2 separate regions of the Ovis aries genome follow, and region 1 is linked to region 2. A link is a contact called in public Hi-C data. All regions are on one chromosome and are shown on one strand. Each heading gives the region's core, a stretch centred on a gene start, on an enhancer-like site or on the middle of the called end of the contact. The rest is flanking DNA. Distances are from core to core; before and after follow the strand shown.

The links. Hi-C and Micro-C count contacts between places; a contact is called where the count stands out from the background.
Region 1: a contact with region 2 is called in a Hi-C map of muscle, with 1.6 times the contacts expected there. The contact joins the promoter of FOXK1 here to the enhancer-like site in region 2. A contact is called at or near these places in 5 of 16 Hi-C or Micro-C datasets (hypothalamus, muscle, omental adipose tissue and 2 more).

What each region holds. Positions count from the first base shown.
Region 1 is chr24:39,677,324-39,680,023 of ARS-UI_Ramb_v3.0, forward strand. FOXK1 (forkhead box K1) reads right to left here and starts at 1,435. Exons shown (of 9, transcript XM_060405741.1): 1 at 927-1,435. The coding sequence starts at 1,429.
Region 2 is chr24:39,642,406-39,645,105 of ARS-UI_Ramb_v3.0, forward strand. The region is part of intron 2 of FOXK1 (forkhead box K1); the gene reads right to left. Among named protein-coding and RNA genes, the nearest start is that of AP5Z1, 21 kb to the left of the region's middle. Within about 2 kb of position 1,261, at least 30 of the 54 cell types and tissues checked have an H3K27ac peak or open chromatin away from gene starts, as enhancers often do. A contact at or near this core is called in hypothalamus and tail adipose tissue, where this site is marked.

The DNA.
Region 1 (2,700 bases), core at 185-2,684, 35 kb after region 2:
GAGAGTAATTAGAGACAACTCTGGAACACAGGCACGCTGCAGGAACAGAACAGTGGTGAGGAGCGAGGAGCAACTGCTACAGAGAAAAAGAAAGTGCCCCACGCGGCATGGCTACCTACACGGGGTTTCTCCTGACCCGCAGATGGGAGAAACCAAGCACCTCCCGGGTAGGGCGGCCAGGCAGGCTGGGAACCGGAAGGGCCAGGGAACACGAGGGTGTTGCTGAAGTCCCACGGGGCATTGGCCGCCTGTCCCCCAAGCGTGGCGGGTCCCCTTCTCCTTGCCCTGCCTCCTCGCTGGGATGTACCCTCCTGCCCAGGAACCCCAACTGTGCCCTGGATGCCTCGAGTCATGGGGACCCCTGACCTGCATCCTCAGATACACCAAGGAGAGAATACTTCCGGTCCCCACCCTAGCCCAATCTCCTGTTGTCCCCTCCGGGCCCAAGTTCAGACCCGGCCCCTACTGAAGGGGCCTGACCTTCCGGGGTTCCCCCCCCTACCCCGGGGACCCCGCAGACCGCCTGGCGCAACCCTTCCAGCCAGTCCGTTTGAGGGCAACCGCGGTCCAGACAAGGGGCGGGGATAGTGGGTCCCTGGTGTCCAGGTCGTGGGGGAGGGCAAGGGCGACCCTCAACGCCCTGGGCGCCGGCAGGGCAGGGATCAAGAGTGACCCCGTGTCCAGATCGGGAGGAGACGGGGCAACACCACGCTCTGCTGGGAGGAAGGGCAAGGGCGACCCTGAAGCCCGGCCCGGGATGGAGGGTGGGGGCCGCCCCCGGCCCAAGGCAGGCAGGGGTCAGAAGGTGACTCCTGTCCAACGCCGGGCGGGGATGGGGCGCGGGAGGCGGGGACCCCAAGCCCAGGGGCAAGGGCGACCGTCAGGGGTCGGAGGGCCGTCCCCAGGGTGGGGGCCGCGGCACTCACTGCTTGGGCAGCTGCAGGGCTGGCGCGCCGCGCCGCTGAAAGGCCCCGTCCACGAAGACGCCGTTCTTGCCGAGGCAGCGCAGGTAGAAGTGCGGCTCCTGGAAGCTGAGCTGCAGGTGGCGCCGCGAGATGAAGCTGGACAGGCCCATGCTCAGGTCCACCGAGCCCTGCGACGAGTTGCGGCCGATGGTGACGCTGGGCTGCCGCATGAGGAACTCGAACTCGCGGCCCTCCAGGCGCGCCAGCGCGGGCCCGGGGCTCCGGCGCACCGAGGCGGCGGCCGCGGCCACCAGGGCCTCGCCCGCCGCGCCCGCCGCGCCCCCCGCGATCGCGCCCGGCGGCGGCGGCGGGGGCGGCGGGGGCTGGGCGGGCGGCGCCGGCGGCGACGGGGCGGCGGCGGGCGCGGCGGGCGGGAAGGCGGCGGCGCACAGCACCGGGCTGCAGGGCGCCGAGCGCAGCGCCAGCAGGGCGCGGGCCCCGCCGTCCTCGCCGACCTCGGCCATGTTCGCGCAGCTCCGGGCGGCCTCCGGCGGCGGCGCGGCGCGCGGGGCGGGGCTCCGGGCGCGGCGGCCGCGGGATCCCGGCCCGGAGCGCTCGGAGCGGAGCCGGCGGGCGCGGCGCGCGCGGGGCCGCCAGGGGGACGTGTCTGCGCGCAGCGCCCAGCCCGCCGCGCCCGCCCCGGGGTGGCGCCCTGGCCGCCGCCGCCGCCGCCGCGCCCGGCCGTGGGGAGCCGCCTCCTCCCGCCCCGGGACGCGGGAGGGGAACCCCCCCCCCCAACCACACACACCCCGAAGAAGCCGCACTGGAAAGTTTCGATCCTGGGTCACTCGCTGCAGAAAGGGACCACTGACGTCAGCGGCCTCCTGGGCTCTAGAGGCTCCAACTGACACCCCAAAGTGCGATCCTACTTAAGCACCAAGAGTGAGGGGTCTCGCGCTGAAACTGGAGTTTGCTTCAAGGTGCTGGCGACCCCTGATGCTCTGTGTTCCAATTTGGAGTCATCCGTTCACTCAACAAGTAGCTACAGGAGTGACCGAGGACGCAGGCCAGGCGTCTAGGTCCTTACATCCGTTACAGTCTAATGGGGAGCCGGTGGGGTGGGGCAGGGAGACAGATGCCTGCAGCGGGGTCTTCTGTGAAAAGGCAGGTCTGGCTGCTTCAGGCATCCTTCAGAAGTCCTTCATGCCCTTTCCTGAATCAGCCAGGGCCCTCTAAAAAAGGGCGGCAGTGTTTGCGCACTGTCATCATTTAATAATTACTGAGGCGGGGGAGAAAACAGACCCTTCCTGGTAGAGCTTACACTGTAGTGGCAGATGCAGACAGAAGTCAAGTAACATTCTAGCAAATACAAAATTACAGCTGTCAGGCCTTGTTGCAAGGTGACATGTGTAGGAAGATCGGGCCAGCCCCCTCCCCTCCCTCCTCCCCAGGATGGGATGCCTGTCCGCTTACCCACTGTCCAGTCTGGGGCTGCAGGAGGTTTTAACCCAACTGTCATGTGATTGAAAACACAGGAACAAATAGAATTAGTGCTTGCGGTTAGGGGCAAGAAAGACGTTTTTACAAGAAGCTGCAACAAGAGATGGTACTTGTCCGTGGAATCAGGACCAAGGTCCTGGGATCCGGGACCCTTCCCTGAGCCATGATATGCTGAAATCCAAGGCTGCTGGGGGGTGGGGTGAGAGCTGGGGACGGCATTCCACCCAAGGAACAGCGTGATCTAAGCAAAGGGGTGCTTTCTAGGGACTGACAGGTAGCTGGGAAAGGGAAGAGC
Region 2 (2,700 bases), core at 11-2,510:
AAACACAACAGCCGTCCTCATGCCCCATCTGAACTCAGAAGACACACAACTTTGCAGAGTAAGGACTGACTCTCCCACCACAGTGAAGCCAGAATGGACTGCTAGGTCAGGGTGACAAGTGGTTTAGGAACCGAGGCCAGTGGCTTAATGTTTATTTCATACAGGGTTCCACTAACCTTGGACGAATTCCACAAAGCAGGTTACTTTTGGTTTTGTGATCTCTATATTAGAAAAATCAAGAAAGGCCTTTCTCAAGAAATAGCTTCTAAAGTCTTTGTTTAGACGTTCAGTCCTGTCTGACTCTTTGCGACCCCATGGACTGCAGCCCACCAAGCTCCTCTGTCCTTGGGATTCCCCAGGCAAGAATACTGGAGTGGGTTGCCATCTTCTCCCCCAGGGGATCTTCCCGACCCAGGGGTTGAACCCAGGGCTCCCCTACTGTAGGTGGATTCTTTACTGTCTGAGCCACCAGTCGACTGCTGTCTGTGCTGCCCCCTTTCTCGGGTTGAATTCCAGCAGTTTTCTGTAAACTGCAGCTCTAAGGATTAGTCTCTTTTTGTAACACTCAGAAAATGATTAACCAGTCGGTTCTTTCTCAAAGACACCAGTTCAGTGCAAAAGGGAAAGAAAAAAAAGTCAACAAAACGCTGCTTAAGATAGCAGAACTTGTTTCAAAGAGAGTTCATTCATTTTCTGGGTGGAGTACTTCACGGCAGGAAAAAAACCGCACACACCCGCCCCCGCCCCCGCCCCCGCTCAGCCAGCAGGGAAGGGGGCGGGGCGGCGGGGCGCCTTGACGGGTCCAGCCGCCCCTAGTCCTGGAAAGGACCCGCCCCAAACCCACTCCGGAGAGGGCCGGCCCAGACCGAGCTCTCCGAGCCCCAGCTAGCCGATCGACCCGGCTGCGGGCACAGACGCAAGACGGCGGGGCGCGCGCCCTACGGGGACCCCCGCGGCCCGGGCCGCAGCCTACCTCCCCGGCGATCTGCGGGGACCTGGGGCGCAGGGAGGGGCTGGGAAAGAGGGGGCAGCTGTTTGTAAACACGCCGGCCCCGCCCTGCTCCTGCGCCGGGGCGGGAGCAGGGAGATCCGGGCAGCAAAACCTCAAGGGCCCCTGAGGTTTCCAGCGTGCAGTCGACTCCGCGGCGCGGAGACAAGCGGATGTCAACAGAAACCCCTCCCTGTGACACTTAGATGCCAAGAGGGCGGGAGCCCGTCTCAAAGCTACCGCCTTCCCGCAACGATGCTCCACCCCGTGCGCTCACCGGAGACCCCGTGCGGCCTGCCCCAGCCCCTCTCCAAGCCCCGCCCCCACCCCGGGCCAGGCCCCGTTCCGCTCCGGGAACCCCTTCTACCCTAACCCTGGCCCCGATCCAGAGCCGCCGCCTCCCCCAGGCACACAGGCCTCCACACTCGCGAGATCGCTACTCCAGCTCGACCTGCTGACCGTTGCTTTTATTCAAAATGTTACTGGGAATTATATTTATTCTATGAAGCTCTCCGGGCACAGACCAAAACACTTTCTGCTCATAAAAGCCATCGGTGTGGCTGGAATCTCAGCTGATTCACAGTCCCGTGCCAGTCTGAGCTGGTTTCGGCGGACGTGCAAGGGCCTTGGAGGGCCGACGCGCTCTGCCTGGCACAGGCCAGTGGGCTCCCGGCGGCGGCGCGGGGCACGTGCCTGGCCGGCATCCCCGCCCCTGCCCGGAGGTGCTGCGGGGTGAAGGTGTCAGGGCAGGGCTTCCTTACCAGCTCACCGCGCTACGCAGGCCGCACGCCGCACAGTGCGCCTGTTTCCAGCGTACAACTCGGGGGCTTTTAGTGTCCGGAGTGGTGTGACCACCATCTCACTCCACAACATGGTCATCACCCCAGAAAGAAGAAACCAGGACACGGAGCCGTCACTCCCTTAAACCTCTCGAGTCCCTGACAACTGCTCTCTACTGTCTTCCTCTAAGGCTGTGCCTACTCTGGACATTGCCTGTCAATGGAACCACCCAGCGCGTGCTCTCCTGCAGGCCGGTCCCCTTCCTCTGCATCAGGGTTCAGGGGTCACCAGGTGCCAGCACTTTGCTCCTTTTCATCCTCCACGCTGTGGCTGCAACACAATCTCCCTCCACTCAGGGGCTGAGTTGTCTCCATTTTGGAGGTGGCTATGAATATCGCTGCCCTGAACCCCGCCAGAGGAGTTTTCACGGAGACCTCAGGACCCAGTGCGTTGCTGGGCAGTTGAGGTAAACCTTTAACGTTTTGGAGAACTGCCAGACTGTTTCCCAAAGTGGCTGCCTCGTTCTACGACACATAATTGTTTTTATCGATGTATGAGTGCAAGAGCATTTTCACAGCGTAGCTTCCTCGTGAACTCAAGCGGAGCCCTCATGCTTCAGGCTGTTCTCAGGGTCGATGTCAGAAAGGGCAGGGAGGTGATGTACATTTCGGGTTTCGGAACAGAGCTATTGCTGGAAACCTGAAAAGAGCTTAGGACAGAATCTTGCTTGTAAATCCCTAAGGACTAAATAAAACAGCGCAGGTGCAGCTGCTGAGCGGCAGGCCTGGCCACTCACCCACTGCTCCTCCTGTCCTCCCGGGCCACTGCGGTGTTAGAGGGTACACTTCATCGCCAGAGGAGACAAGGTCCAAGGAGGCTGCAGAGACCTGCTCCCCGGTCTCCCATCAACTGGAGATGTGGCCAGAACCAGA